Regions from separate parts of the Mus musculus genome. Here regions 1 and 3 are each linked to region 2. Evidence: chromatin contacts called from public promoter capture Hi-C data. All regions are on one chromosome and are shown on one strand. The core of a region is the stretch at or near the end of the contact, and the rest is flanking DNA. Distances in the headings are between cores, read along the strand shown. Region 1 holds the start of Rps13 (ribosomal protein S13). Region 2 holds the start of Xylt1 (xylosyltransferase 1). Region 3 holds the start of Ccp110 (centriolar coiled coil protein 110).

Evidence for each region. Capture Hi-C pulls out chosen DNA fragments and counts their contacts.
Region 1: a contact with region 2 is called in a promoter capture Hi-C map of liver, with 2.6 times the contacts expected there. The contact joins the promoter of Rps13 here to the promoter of Xylt1 in region 2. A contact is called at or near these places in 1 of 39 promoter capture datasets (pre-B cells), 1 of 115 datasets of contacts at active chromatin or transcription factors (astrocytes) and 2 of 9 other capture datasets (adipose tissue and liver).
Region 3: a promoter capture Hi-C map of liver shows a contact between it and region 2, with 2.6 times the contacts expected there. The contact joins the promoter of Ccp110 here to the promoter of Xylt1 in region 2. A contact is called at or near these places in 2 of 9 other capture datasets (adipose tissue and liver).

The regions. Positions count from the first base shown.
Region 1 is chr7:116,331,041-116,335,606 of GRCm38.p6, reverse strand. Rps13 (ribosomal protein S13) reads left to right here and starts at 1,417. Exons shown (of 6, transcript NM_026533.3): 1 at 1,417-1,522; 2 at 1,659-1,707; 3 at 1,833-1,911; 4 at 2,509-2,678; 5 at 3,128-3,228; 6 at 4,024-4,100. The coding sequence starts at 1,500. The coding sequence ends at 4,057. It overlaps Snord14a (small nucleolar RNA, C/D box 14A), which reads left to right and starts at 2,350; the gene lies at 2,350-2,436. It overlaps Gm10589 (a long non-coding RNA gene), which reads right to left and starts at 1,438. Exons shown (of 2, transcript XR_869889.2): 1 at 1,325-1,438.
Region 2 is chr7:117,378,872-117,383,261 of GRCm38.p6, reverse strand. Xylt1 (xylosyltransferase 1) reads right to left here and starts at 2,283. Exons shown (of 12, transcript NM_175645.3): 1 at 1,742-2,283. The coding sequence starts at 2,083.
Region 3 is chr7:118,709,573-118,714,608 of GRCm38.p6, reverse strand. Ccp110 (centriolar coiled coil protein 110) reads right to left here and starts at 2,066. Exons shown (of 15, transcript NM_001360794.1): 1 at 1,861-2,066; 2 at 361-503.

The sequences.
Region 1 (4,566 bases), core at 168-2,667, 1.0 Mb after region 2:
GAGGTCCTGAGTTCAATTCCCAGCAACCACATGGTGGCTCACAACCATCTATAATGGGTTCTGATGCCCTCTTCTGGAGTGTCTGAAGACAGCTACAGTGTACTTATATTAAATAAATAAATCAATAAATCAATCTTTAACACACACAATTTAGAGGGATTTACAAAGAGACCACTAACCACTAGGCAGACAATGGATTGTATACATAATGGGACACCACTTAAGCTGCCTGAGAGATGATGGATAGGATTGGGGTACCCGTGGAAACAATGAAGTATTTGATACGTTTCTGTGGTGAGATGTGTTGGAGTGACTCGTGGAAATGAGAAAGACTATTGAACCCTAAATTTGTATTCGGACAAATGTGTTAGAGTGAAATGAAGTATTCTTGCTTAGGGATTGCGAATTGAAGCCAAGCTTGATGTTCGGATCACATATCTGGGCTAAAAGTGTGAATCTGGTTAATTAATCAAATACAACTTTGCCAGGAAATAAATACAAATTTGGTTCAAGTTCCCAATGTTTTGGAAAACGTAATTCAACTAGTAATGGGTTAAAAGAACGCAGCTGGGCATGATGGCTCAAACCTTTCATCATCATTTCAGCATTTTTTTAAGAGACAGAGGCAGAAAGACTTAACGTGTGTTTGAAGCAAGCCTGGTCTACAAGGCGAGTTCCTGAACAACCAAAACTACATTGAGGGACCCGGTCTCAAACACAACAAAAAAGAAAACTGGATCAGTATTTCAGTACTGTTTCAAACCTCTCACGCTTCACTTGTCAACAGGGTCTTGTAGATCTGAGTTTCTTGGGTCCATGTCTTTGTTGTTTTTTGTTGCATTTACAATAAATTGTTATATTCACCCATTCTTCGAACGCTCTGTGGTGAACCGGACTAGGACATCCTTAAAAGACCAACTCCCGGGGTAGTCCCTTTCCCCCTCATCTTCTCGAAGCTTCTTTCCTCGTTCCCAACTCTTCTCCGACGGGGGTGAGCGGTTCTGCGCTCCGACCTGTGTAGAAAAGGCGCGCAGACAGGAGGACAGACCCGGGCGGGGCTCGGAAGCCTAGAATTAACGATCTAGAGAGAAGCGCCGGCTGCACCTAGGCTTTGCGATCATCCCACACCGCACGAGTTCGGGGCTGCAGAGGGAGCCCTGAGAAACCCGCAGCTTATCCAAATCCTTCAGCCCAGGACTCGAGCACGCCCTAGGTCCCCTCAGATGCGACTTCCGAAGAGATGTTAGAGACAGACTTGCTGCTCTGGCTAAGAGCAAGACTAGAGACAAGAGTTCAAGGCGTAGCAACCCAGCCATACACTTACCGCCTCGCCGCCATGCCTTCTGGGACGCGTAGTCTCCCGGGCTCCGGTGGCCACACTATGTAGCCCCGCCCCCGCGCGAGAGCAAACGTCGGTGAGTGGCGTCACTTCCTGTGCGGCTTGATTTCCTGTGCCGTTTCCTACCTCGTTCTCTCTTTGCTGCCAGACCTCCGCCATCATGGGTCGCATGCACGCTCCCGGGTGAGCCCGCGGCGCCGACCTTGGTTGCGGGGCTGGGGCGCGGGGCTGAGAGAGGAGGATGCGGGCTGCGGGTGAAGGGACAGTGGGGCTGCTTGGGGCGCGGGCCGCCGCTTTACTTCCTATCTTCTGTTTTCAGGAAGGGCCTGTCCCAGTCGGCGCTGCCCTACCGCCGTAGCGTCCCCACGGTGAGTAGAGGCTGAGGGTTGGAGGGCGGCGTGGGAAGCGATCGGTGCGCGGGAGGATGGGACCCGAAGTGGAAGGTTGCCGCCGTGCTCTCTCATCCTAAGGCCGATTTCTCTTCCATCTGTAGTGGCTGAAGTTGACGTCTGACGACGTGAAGGAACAGATTTACAAATTGGCCAAGAAAGGCCTGACTCCCTCCCAGATAGGTGAGTGTTGATGTAATCTCTTCCTTCTGCTCTCGAGAAACAAATGTGTCTAGTCCGTATGTTAAAAAGGTTCCTCCTGCTTCCACAGCGGAGCAAGGGCTGTCTGGGATTGAGTCACATCTAACTGAATTGATTCTAAGCTGCTCTGACTTTGTACAAATGGGAAATAACTCGTTTCTGGTAGCTTGGCTTCTGAGTCTGGGAATAACTGCTCATCGGAGGAAAATATCCTCTTTAGGATATAAAAAGTTCGCTAGAAATATGCAGAAAAAATCATGTGAAATGGGCTCAGCTGATCTGAAGTAATTTGAGGTTTAAAAGCAATAACATGCAGTTTTAAAGATAGGTACAAATAAATGTTGGGCTGCTTTTAAGTTAATACTAAATATAAAGGTAGAAGTCACATTGTTTCCTCTGGTCAGATGTATTCTGGCAAGCTCACAGTGATGATGGTGTTCCAACATTCGCAGTTTCCACCAGAAGGACTTTCCATGTTGGGTTGACCTTCCTTGGATGTCTGAGTGAGCTGGAAATTTGGAGTTTGGCTGTTAGGGTTTTATCGCATGTGTGTGTGCTTGAGTGTGTTTCTCTTTTCAGGTGTAATCCTGAGGGACTCACACGGGGTGGCCCAGGTCCGTTTTGTGACTGGAAATAAAATCTTGAGAATCCTCAAGTCCAAAGGCCTTGCCCCTGACCTCCCCGAGGATCTCTACCATTTGATTAAGAAAGCTGTTGCTGTCCGAAAGCACCTTGAGAGGAACAGAAAGGTAAGGCGGACAACAAACCAGGTGTTGTGTCGAGACACTTGCGCTGCGGATCTTCAGAGGGGAGAACGCACTTGAGTCCTCTCAGGTGGTTCTGGGTGCTGGCTAATAGTCAACATGATAGTTTCCTAGAAATAGGTGGTTTGATTTTTAGCTCCCCTAAACTATTACATCCAGTTGGTCCCAGGTGCTGGGGCTTTTGTGTAGGTTTGTGGCTATGGGCCTTATTCTAGGAGTTTAAATTGCCTCTGTGGATTTGGTGATGCATGCCCTTAATTGTTGGAGTTTGAGACCAGCCTGGTCTAACACATTGTAAGACAACCAACTTATTCTGTATAATAATAAGATACCCTGCCTCCTTAAAAAAATTGCCCTAAGAACTTAACCTAACCATAGAAGCTATTTAGTTTCTTTACTTGTTGGTGGTTTTCTTAAATCTCTTTTATTTCTAGGATAAGGATGCTAAATTCCGCCTGATTCTGATAGAGAGCAGAATTCACCGATTGGCTCGATACTATAAGACTAAGCGGGTGCTCCCACCTAATTGGAAATAGTAAGTATATGGTTTTTGGTTGGCAAATCAGCTAGATGGTAAATAATGAATAGTGGTAGGCATTTTGCCTTTTTGGCTAAGTGTCAGTTCATCTCTGTCATAGTAGTGGGGAAGCTTGCATGGATGATATATAATCACATGACAGTGTTCTCTTGAAATGTTACCTAAGCCAGGCATGGTGGCGCACGCCTTCAATCCCAGCACTCAGGAGGCAGAGGCAGGCAGATTTCTGAGTTCAAGGCTAGCCTAGTCTACAAAGTGAGTTCCAGGACAGCCAAGGCTACACAGAGAAACCCTGTCTCGAAAAACCAAAAGAAAAAGAAAGGAAGGAAGAAATGTTACCTAGAGGCAAGCAGGTCTCTGCATTTGAGGCTGGCCTAGTCTACACAGTTACTTCCAGGACAGCCAGAACTGGTTGGTTTATGATGCTTGGGGGGGGGGGGGGTCCTTCTAAAGGTAAGAAGAGGGTCATAGTTGATAGATGCTGATTAAACTATGAATGAAATCCCCCCCTTTTGTTTGTTTCATGACTTGTTCGCTATGATAAGCATACAGACATTGACTGTTTATGGCAGATAGGTTGATCTTTCCACCATTTGGCCACTTAGATTTGGCCTTAGACGTCTGGCTGAGAATGAGCCTGTCCATCCTCATGCTTAAACTTAGGGCTTAGTTTGATGCATTGTATGCAATTGGGTATTGTAGCGGTTTGGGGATAGCTCCAGTCACCAAGAGAGTTGATGGGTCCTGAAGTCCGGTACTAATCCCAGTTTCTCTCTCTTTTTTTCCCCCCAGTGAGTCATCCACAGCCTCTGCTCTAGTGGCATAAATGCTGTTGTGTGCACAAGCAATAAAATCACTTTGAGTAACTTGGTGTTTTGTGGTTCTTTCTGCGTGGCTGCTGCATGTGTTTGGGAGTGTTTGGCATCTGTTTAGTGGGTGGTTTCCCTGGCCACTTAAACTACTAGTCCAGCTGGTACAAAGGTTGGTGGGTTGTTACTATCAACATGTAGGAGAACTGTAAGACACTAGGAAGTTGTGAAAGTTTGAGTTCTCTTGTATTCAGTGTTTAAAATGTGTGAGGTGTTAATGAGTATAGCATTGTTGACTGAGTGGATTCTGTCTTCCTAGGGGTGTCTTAAGGAAAGCTGAAGTCCGTACATTCCAATTGAGGAGTGAATTACTTTGGCTGCATCACAGTCATGTAGTCTGGTCAACAGGATGGATCAAACTCCAACTCCTTTTTTTTTTTTTTCCTTTCTCGAAACAGGGTTTCTCTTTGCAACTGTGGCTATCCTGGAACTCTGTAGACTAGGCTGGCCTTGAACTCAGAAATCC
Region 2 (4,390 bases), core at 1,034-3,533:
CTAGGTGAACACACATGGAGGGGTTGTGCATCACTGCTCAGACCATCGGTGGGGAAAGAAAGAAACCAACTGCTTTTTTCTTTATAATTCTCTCACTGATCTCAACAGGTGGTCTATGTACCCTGAAAGTACCTCCTGAATCCCCTTTGCAAAAGGTACAGTGAGTCCCTCCCATGGTCCCCTCCCCACCCTGCCTGTTTCCACACTGGGCCAGCACTAAGTGCGCCTAGTCCCTCCCACCTCCCAGTAGGTCTCCAATTTTAGGAAGAACATGTAATAGCGTTTTTGTTTTTGTTTTTGTTTTTGTTTTTTGTTTTTTGTTTTTCCAGTTGGAACACATGATCAACTCCAGGAGTTCAAAGGCAGTGAGTGCCTGGGTCCCCTTGGACTTGGGGACATTGAGAATGCTCAGGTTCTCATGCACAAGCATCACTACAGGTGAGGGTAAGACTTCTCCTTGGTAGCTACAGAGCAGCCAAATGCTCTGTCAGATCAAGTCCTGAGACTGCTTTAGCTCACAGACATAAAGAGCTGTGCTCGGGCAACAAGGGTCAAAACAATCCTGAAGAACTTAAGCACATCAGAAAGCACTTCTGACACAGCTGTGTAGCTGTGTCTAGGCAGTCTTCAGCAAGGGCTGCCGGAGTGACAAGCAATAACAAGGACTGTTCCCTTCCTACAGATCCTAGAAACACTCCCCCGGTAGCTACCGTCCTTCAGATGCTGGGCAGTTCTCTGCAGGGAACTGGGATGATGGACAGAGAATCACATGGCATATCACACCAGCCCAAAGACAGACAGACACTCATTCCTACGCAGAGCAGAGACCCTGTACAGTAGTTACGGACTCAGATCTCCTGCCCTCCTAGCTCAGAGAAAGGTGAAACAGATACCCCAAAGAAGTTGGGGATAGAAGAGGAAGACAAGCCGGTGCCCCACCTAGCCAACCAGATGGTACTAATAGAACTGGAAGACAGTTTCAGAGACCTGACTATTCACATCCAAGAAGAGCAAAGCACACTGGGAGGTGTGGTGATAGCGTGGCCAGACAGACAGACAGTAAGTGCAACTGACCACCCATGTCAAGTCAGAGACAGCCAGCTGGAACTAAGGGGCAATACCTGGAGGTGAAGTCAGGGAGGGCAAGAAATGGCAAGGTTAGGGACTGAGGAAGGTGGGGACTGGGGAAGGTGGAGAGAGAAGTAGATTCCCAGAGGGGAAAACAGGACCCAAAGTCAGATCAGGCTTGCAAGACCCAGTGTTGATTTGGGCACCAGGGACATGGTGGAGGACTTAACACACTCATTCTCAGCCCACAGCAAACAGCTCAGACCAAAGAGGCTGCGTGGAGAACTACCCTTGAGCAGCGGCTGAGGATCCGGTCACGATCCGATGCACGTACTCGAGTGGAGAGTGAGGCATCAACGCCCCCACCCAGAGAGCAAGTAGGACGCCCAGAAAGAGTGATAGGAAACAGGACCCCCTAGAAAGCGAGTCTCTTCTGGAGCTCACTTTCCAGACCCCAAGGGGGCGGTCCTCAGACTCCGCACAGAGCAGCGCGGCTCAGTGCACGACCCTGCAGCTGCCCAGGGCAGCCAGGGCAGTCAGAGGCAGCCAGGGCGCAGAGTCCCTTCGGATATCGGGACTTGTGTGGCCAAGACCAATGTGAGGCATGGGTAGGGTCGCCCATCTGTCTCTCTGTCCGCGGGGCTCGAGATCCCCTTCCCAAAGGGCACCTTACCCTCGCCCGGGAGGCTAGTGCCCCGCGGCTGGCAGGCTGCTGTGCGCGGGCTCCTCCGGGGCCGCCTCCCCGTGCTCCTCCTCCGCCGGCTCGGCCTCCAGGTCCTCCGCGGGCTGCGGGCAGATGGGCAGCCAGGTCCCTGCGCTCCCGGCGCGGGGCCGCGGGCTGCTGCTGCTCGGCTGCTCCCGCCGCTGCCCCCGCGCGCCGCTGCTCTCCAGCCCCGGAGTCCAGGCTGCTGAAATTCCACACCACCAGCGTCTGCAGCAGCAGCACCATGAGCGCCGCCAGCAGCGCCGAGTGCGAGCGCCGCGCCAGCCTCCGGGCGCACGGCGCCGCCACCATCTTCCGCGGCGGCCCGGGGCGAGCGGGGTGCCGGGACACCCCGGTGCGCGCTCTATCCCGGGGGCTCCGCGCTCGGGCCCCGCCGACGTCGCCCGGGCTCGCCGCTGCTCCTCCTCCTGCTCCTCTCCTCCACCACCTCCTCCTCCCTTTCCTCCTCTGCCGCCGCCGCCGCCTCCTCCACCGCCGCGGCGCGGAGTTTTCAGACGGGCAGGGACCCGGACGTCACCAGGAGGAGGGGAAGGCGGGAGGCGGGCGCGGGGAGGCCGCGGAGGGGGCGCGGCGCGCGCGCGCGGGGACACGGCTCGGAAGGGAGCTGGCCCCTCGAGATTCCCTTTTCCCTGGGTCAGGGTCCCCAACCCAACCCCCAGGGTTCTAGGGCGGGCGTTAGGGGTACCAGGGCTGGGGAAGGGGCCACTAGGGACGCGGGCCCTGAGCAGAGGGCGGGGCCTGGAGGAGGAGCCGAGGGCAGCGTGGGGAGGAGAAGGTGAGGGAGGGGGTGGAGGCGAAGGAAGCAGACAGACACCCCCCAGAACAGGCGTGGGAACAAGGTACGGGTGCGAAAAGGCCGGTGCAAGGGGTAGAGAGACGGAAAGTGGAGGATAGAAGAGTCAACAGGGCAGCTCAGCTTGCAGAGGTCAGGAAAAGGGAAAGAAGGGTCCTGAGAGTCTGTGTTCCATGTGGCAGAAAACTGGAGGCGGAGTTGCAGGAGGCGCGGAGTTTTCCGTCCCGGCATCTTTGGCTGCACAGAGAGAAAACCTTGGCAGGTGGAGATGGGAGAAAACGTAGGAGTGTCACAGGTCCTGGCTCTTGTGCAGCCTGGGATTCCTGGATCACTGACTGAAACGATGGGGAGGAGGTTCTCAATGACTCGCCGAGGTTAATCAGCACAAGCACTGCGACTTCTGAGTCACCCCCCCCCCCTTCCAGGGCCAACCAAAGATTCAGGGCTCATTGACTCACTTCTCTGGTCCCCAAAGACTCACAATCCAACATCCTCCAAATCCAGTTGGCAAGTGAATGCTTTGGTGGCTAAAGAAGTTTTCCAACCCTCCCTGGCCACAAGCTGAAGTCTCCCTCCCAGCCACAGAGCCTCCCTCCCTTAACGCCCTTCTTACCATCCGCCCTCCTGATGTCTGACTTGCTGTGTGCACTAGATTCAGAGCTGGGTCAGCCCAGCCTTGCTTTATAAGGAGAAGCATTTTCCTGGACTGACTGGTGACCTTGAGCCACCAAGACTGTCCCCCTTGACCTTGTTCTGAGCTCTGTCAGTGAGAGTTTGGAAGGAATAATCTCTCTGAACTCAAACTTCATCCAGCTCTCTCTGACTCAGTCTTATAGACTTCCCCTTTTGATACATAGCATCTATTAATGTCTGCATGTGAATGGGACTGATGTCTACCTATGTCAGTGAGCTGGGGACTTACAGCGAATTCTTGGTCTTTTGTCTCCTGCCCTTTTAAACATCACCCTGGTTTGTAAAGGGAAGCGAGTGGATATGTACAGAATCTATCAGAGAGCAAGGCCAACAGTGGCGAGAAGTGGACCCTTCCATCCACTGCACCAGCATATTAGAGCACTGATGTGTGCCAGATGTGGGATCAGGTACAAGCATCCCAAGGTGACAAAGGGTGCCTCTGATCTACAGTCAGCTAGAAGGCCAGAGAGTCAGGTGTAGGTAGGTATGGAATCTCAGAAGAAAACATGACCATCGTCCCTAGAGAGATTTGCAAAGGAGCCGTGGGTTCATGAGAGTGCTACTGGGATAGCTGTGTCCTCAGCCAACCTGCTACCCTGACAGTCTACAATCTGCTCCAGGGCCCCCTCTAGCTCTGCAGCCAGGGACAGAGGCATTCCCACTTCATCAACAGTGAGACTGTAGAGGAGAGGCAGCTCCCTGGTTCACCAGTCTCCTCTTATCTGCATATCAGTTGGGAATATTTATAGTTTGTGTAATAAAACACCTGGTTTAACAATCTAAAAATAAGCCTTACTGGATTGTAGAACTAGTTATTGCAGAGCACTAACTCCAGGCATGGCTTGATCCAGCAACCTAGAACAACCACTACAGAATTTTCTCTTCCTTTCTCCTCTCTTTCTCCCACAGTGTCTGTTCACACTGGAACATCACAAGAGTCCTAGATTCTGTGACTTAGACTAGCTGTAACTTATTCATCTGCAGTCCAGGATTCTTTTAGAAGATGCAGAGAGCGTTTTCTTACAGAGTAATTTTTAGGTCCTAAGTTACCCCTAAACCAGTCACAAAGCTCAGGAAGTCAGATCAAGGAAATGAATCTAACCAGGGTTCCT
Region 3 (5,036 bases), core at 817-3,316, 1.3 Mb before region 2:
TGAGCTTATGCACAGAAAGAAAGAAACTCAATAGTCTGGTAAGGTTAAGGATATAAACTGCCATCATTAGTTCTCCTTTTCTTCTAACAGCATCATAGAGAGATGTCCCATTGTTGCAGAGAGCTATCCACTTCCCTTGAGTGGTCCCCCACACACTGCAAAGCTACAGTAACAGAGTAACGTACAGCGGGACAATGAATTGGACATTCAAGCTCCAGTGCTCATGTGAGACTGGAGAACGCTCCAGAAGATCCAGCGCATGACTGGACCTTCCTAACCTTCAGTTTCAGCCCATCCTAATTCCCCTACCTCAATCACTAGCACATCACCTTGATGTTTCCCAGCTTCCAGAGTACTTACCACTATCTGAAATGATCTCGTTTATTTCCTGGGGTTTTGTGTATCTTCTTCCACCAAAACGTAAACTCCATAAGAACAGGTACCTTCTCAGTCTTGCTCACTGGTTCGCCATGACACACAATGGTGTCAGCACGTGGTAGGCACTTCAGACAATTATTGAATAAATTAATTAGGGCAAATAGATCAAGCAATGTAAAGCAAGACTAGCAGAATGAAGAGAATTCTGAGAATGGCAACTTGGAGAACAACCCTATTCCCAGAGAACTAGGTACCTCTCAATTGCAAAAGTAGTCATTAAAAAGAGAGTCCGGGATTCTACAATTGTGCAAGAGGGCACTACATTTCTCACACCAGTTACCACTTGCAAGCAAGGTTTATTTTAAGGGAGTCTTGATGACAAGGTGATCCCAACCTCAAACCTACCACCCCATACTTTAGCATCAGGCATTACTGGTCCATGGTCCACTTACATTCACACCAGCCTCAGCAGGTCCAGGCATGCCTTTTCTACTCCATTTCTACCTAATTACAAGTGACCTTTGTCCAGGAAGTCTCTTGGCAAACCCTATAGCCTCATGGCTCCTATCTACTTATTCATAACCTGTACTCAGAAATGTCACTGAAAGGAAAGGCGAAGGTAACACAGCTTCCAAGGCTGGCTGCTTACCACTAAGTTTTTCCACAAACACATAAACTTCCTACAGAGTCTGTAAAGGGAGAAAGATATGCTGTTTAAGGACATACTAGCTGTTCGTACATTCATGGTAGGCTAATATCCCTGGACCCCACCATCTATAAAGTGGGGCTCTGTCTCAAGGCGATTTTATGAGAAAACAATGAGCTAAGGCACAGACAGCAATCGCAGGACTGTATGTAGGACAAATAGAAGCATCAGTAAGTGGAAGCTGCTTCCAAACGGAGGATATAATGGTGTTTTTATCACCTCCGTGTGAACTCTTGGAGAAGAGACAATTTTTGGTTCTTCCTGAGACTCAAATGTGACTTGAAAACATGAGAAAGGGCTTTCTCATCCAAATCCATCTCTTAAGGTAGGAACCACTTAACAGCATCATGGGTGTCTGAGAGAACCAGCTACATTATCCTGCAGATGCCCCAGAGTGGCAAAGCTGGTGTAAACAGCGCTCCTATGGGCCTTTGGTTGCGGTAACCAGTATTTAGAAATGGCCAGTGCACACCCCGGGGGACGCCTCCATCTCCTCCTACACTACCTCCGACACCAAACTGAAGTCACCATGAAGTGCCTACTCTTCAGCGCAGGATGCTTCACTGGGCGGAGCCAGCATCCAAGCATCCCCTCCAAGTCCCCCTGACCCCGGTCCTCAACTCCCGCCTCCCCATTCCCGATGCCTTCAAGGGCTCGTGACCGAGGGAAGCCAAACCGGGTCCGGAACGCCGGCCTTCTGTCCCTCGGGACACCAATGCCGGGTCTCACCTCAGCCTAGACCCGTAGGAAAACGAACCCAGTCCTCTTGCACACACCTGACACCTACTGCCCGGTCAGCTTCTCTGCCCGTGGACCAGCCTCCTCTGTAAGCAAAGGCCTCAGTCGGTTTAGACAGAGCGCATCTAGGTCCTCCGCCTTCTCCTCCTCCTCCTCCCCGCCATATTACGGGTCCCTCAGGCGGCAACGCGGGATCCTGGCAACCGCTGCCGCCGCCACCAGCTCAACTCCACCCCTCAGGGCCGGTACTTCCGGTGGCTGTTTGGCGGGCAGTTGAAGCGGTTGGGCCTCCATAGACTACAATTCCCAAAGTGCACTGCGGTCATCAGCAAGCGCTTACATGAGCTTTACGCAATCGAGATGCACGCTGGGAAGAGTAGTCTTCACTGCAAACTAAGGGCTTTGACTATAAATTACCATAGAAAGTCTCCTCAGGGCCTTAAACCCCAAAAGTGTTCCTGGGAAGTTGTCGGGTATTTTTGTTTGTCTGTCTGTCCGTCCGTCCGTCCGTCTGTCTGTCTGTATAGAGATAGTCTCCTGTTTGGTCGATGGAAAATGTACAACATTCACCCATGTTTTCCCTATAAATGAAAAATGTGGCTGAATCGCAGACACCAACTCAAGGCTTTAATATATTTGCACTTCTTTGCAGATCAGTTGCGGGGAATATACAGAGGAAAAGATAACTTCAAGTTGGCAAAAAAAAAAAATCCACCAATATTTTTTATCAGTTCTTACCTAAATTACTCACTAAGAGCTTTTTTGATTTAATGACACCATTTCCATTCTATAACTGGGCTTTGCCGTCCTCCTGGTGCTTATTTTTGTTTATGTATAGTGGGAATTTTAAAGAGCCTACCAAGAGTGGTTGTGAGGCATAACAGAGAAAACTCTTATACTGCACCTGGTACAAAAATCTCTAATAGGAGGAAAGGGTCATCTAGAGAGATGCTCAGTCACTAAAGCATTTGCCACTCAAGCATGAGGACCTGAGTTCAGAGCCTGAACACTCCCCTAAAAAGGCTCTGAGTCCTGGCTAAAAATTATAATTGCCAGTCCTGGGGATATAGAAATAGGAACTCCCTGGCGATCTCAGGCCGGCCATTCTAGCCAGTTTCAATGAGATCCTCAAAAATTAGGGTGGAAATTGACTGAAAAAGATACCCAACAGAGATGGATATCTCTGGTCTCCCTATACATATGTACATGTGTGTATATATATATATATATATATATATATATATATATATATATATATACACTCATGCCAAAAAATAAAAATAAAAAGGTAGGCTAAGAGCTGGAGGCAGAGGAATCATGGGATGATGGGTATCAAGAGGTGAGATCTGTCCCACTAGCACTATCCCAGTGAAACACTGGGACGCAGAGAATGGGCTCTCAGGCAAAGGCTTTAACAGAGGCAGTGCCTCAAGAAGGGTGGCATGAGGGGACCATGGTGTGAGGGACAAAGCTGACAGAGACAAGAGTGCCCCATAGCAGTGAGTGAGCCCTGAAATGGAGTCCAAGGTCCAGACATGTTCTGTTAATCTTGAGGACAATGTAATGTGGGGCTTTGGGGTGGGGGTTCCACTTATAACTTAATAATAAAGACTTGGAGACCTGTGTATAGTATAAGGATGTTGGCTTGTTTGCTGGGGCAGTCTCTCGGTTAGCACATCTAACTCAAGCCAAGTTCTCTGCTATTATAGTTCTCTGCTCTACTTCCATGTCTTTTGCCTCTGTCAGTCCTTCTACCCCAGCTCTTTATTATGCAAAAAGCCACACTAGAAACTAACGCAGTTGACATTGAAAAGGTCAAGGCTATGTGACCTTTGCCAAGGCATCTTGCCTTTTCTTTTTGAGCAGGTGGGGAAGGAACAAACATTTGCTTAACCTGCTCTGCAGGCACAGGGATTAAAAACTGAGAATACACCCGGCAGTGGTGGCGCATGCCTTTAATCCCAGCACTTGGGAGGCAGAGGCAGACAGATTTCTGAGTTCGAGGCCAGCCTGGTCTACAGAGTGGGTTCCAGGACAGCCAGGGCTATACAGAGAAACCCTGTCTTGGAAAACAAACAAACAAACAAACAAACAAACAAAAACTGAGAATACAGGGAGATCTTTTCATAGCCGATGTGGGAGTTAGCCCAACCACAATGAGTTCTTTAAGCACAGACCTGGAACTCCAGAGATCCTTGGATCAGGTGTGGGCTACCATTCTAATCTGAGAATGAAAAGTCTTTTAAAGAAATCTCTTCCTCCTGTTTTCATTTGTTTGCTTGGGTTTTTTGTTTTGTTAGTTTTAGGGGAGCTGGTTTTGTTGTTGTTCCCTTAGTTTGTTTTTTGTTTTTTAAAACAGGGTTTCTCTTTGTAGTCCTGGCTGTCCCAGAACTTCTGTTGACCAAGCTATCCTTAAACTCAGAGATCGGCCTGCTTCTGCCTCCTGAGTGCTGGGATTAAAAGCAAGTGTCAACATGCTCAACTCTCAAGAAATTTCTGCTTGTATAAAATATACATCAAGTCTGGGGCATGAGTCAAGTGCCTGCCCAACAACATAAGGATGGGTTTGATTGCCAGAATCCACTTTTAAAAACTGGGCTTTGATGCAATCTCAGTGCTGAGCAAGGGGGGGGGGGGGACACACAGGTGAACCTCTGGGACTTACTGGCCAGCCGGTCTAGCCAACCTGGAGAAGCTCCAGTCTAATAAGAGAATCTACTACCAACAAAAGGCGGATGGTGCCTGAGAAACAACACCCAGTGCTGTGCTGTGACCTTCATGTGAAGGTGCAAACATCTGCAGGCTGGGATATGTACACACACACACACACACACACACACACACACACACACACCCATGAGCACAGAGACAGACAGACAGACAAAAGCAGAGAGATACAGATAGAATATGAATGAGTCATCTTAGGAGATTTCATGGTTTTCATGAATCCAGTGGGTTTTGTCCCTGAAATAAGAGGAAAAGAGGACAAATGGCAAAAGGCAGATGGATTTCTACTCATAGTCAACAAGGGAGGGAAAGACATATTTTTACCTTCACAGATATTAATTAAGGGCTTGAGAATCCACCCGTCTCTGGTCCCCTCTTTTACTTCAGAAAAGTCATATAAAGGAGAATCCTTAGATAGAAACTGTATCCTAAAGCTGATTGACAATAATGACAATTTCTTTTCTTTATTTATTTTTTATTTGTTTGT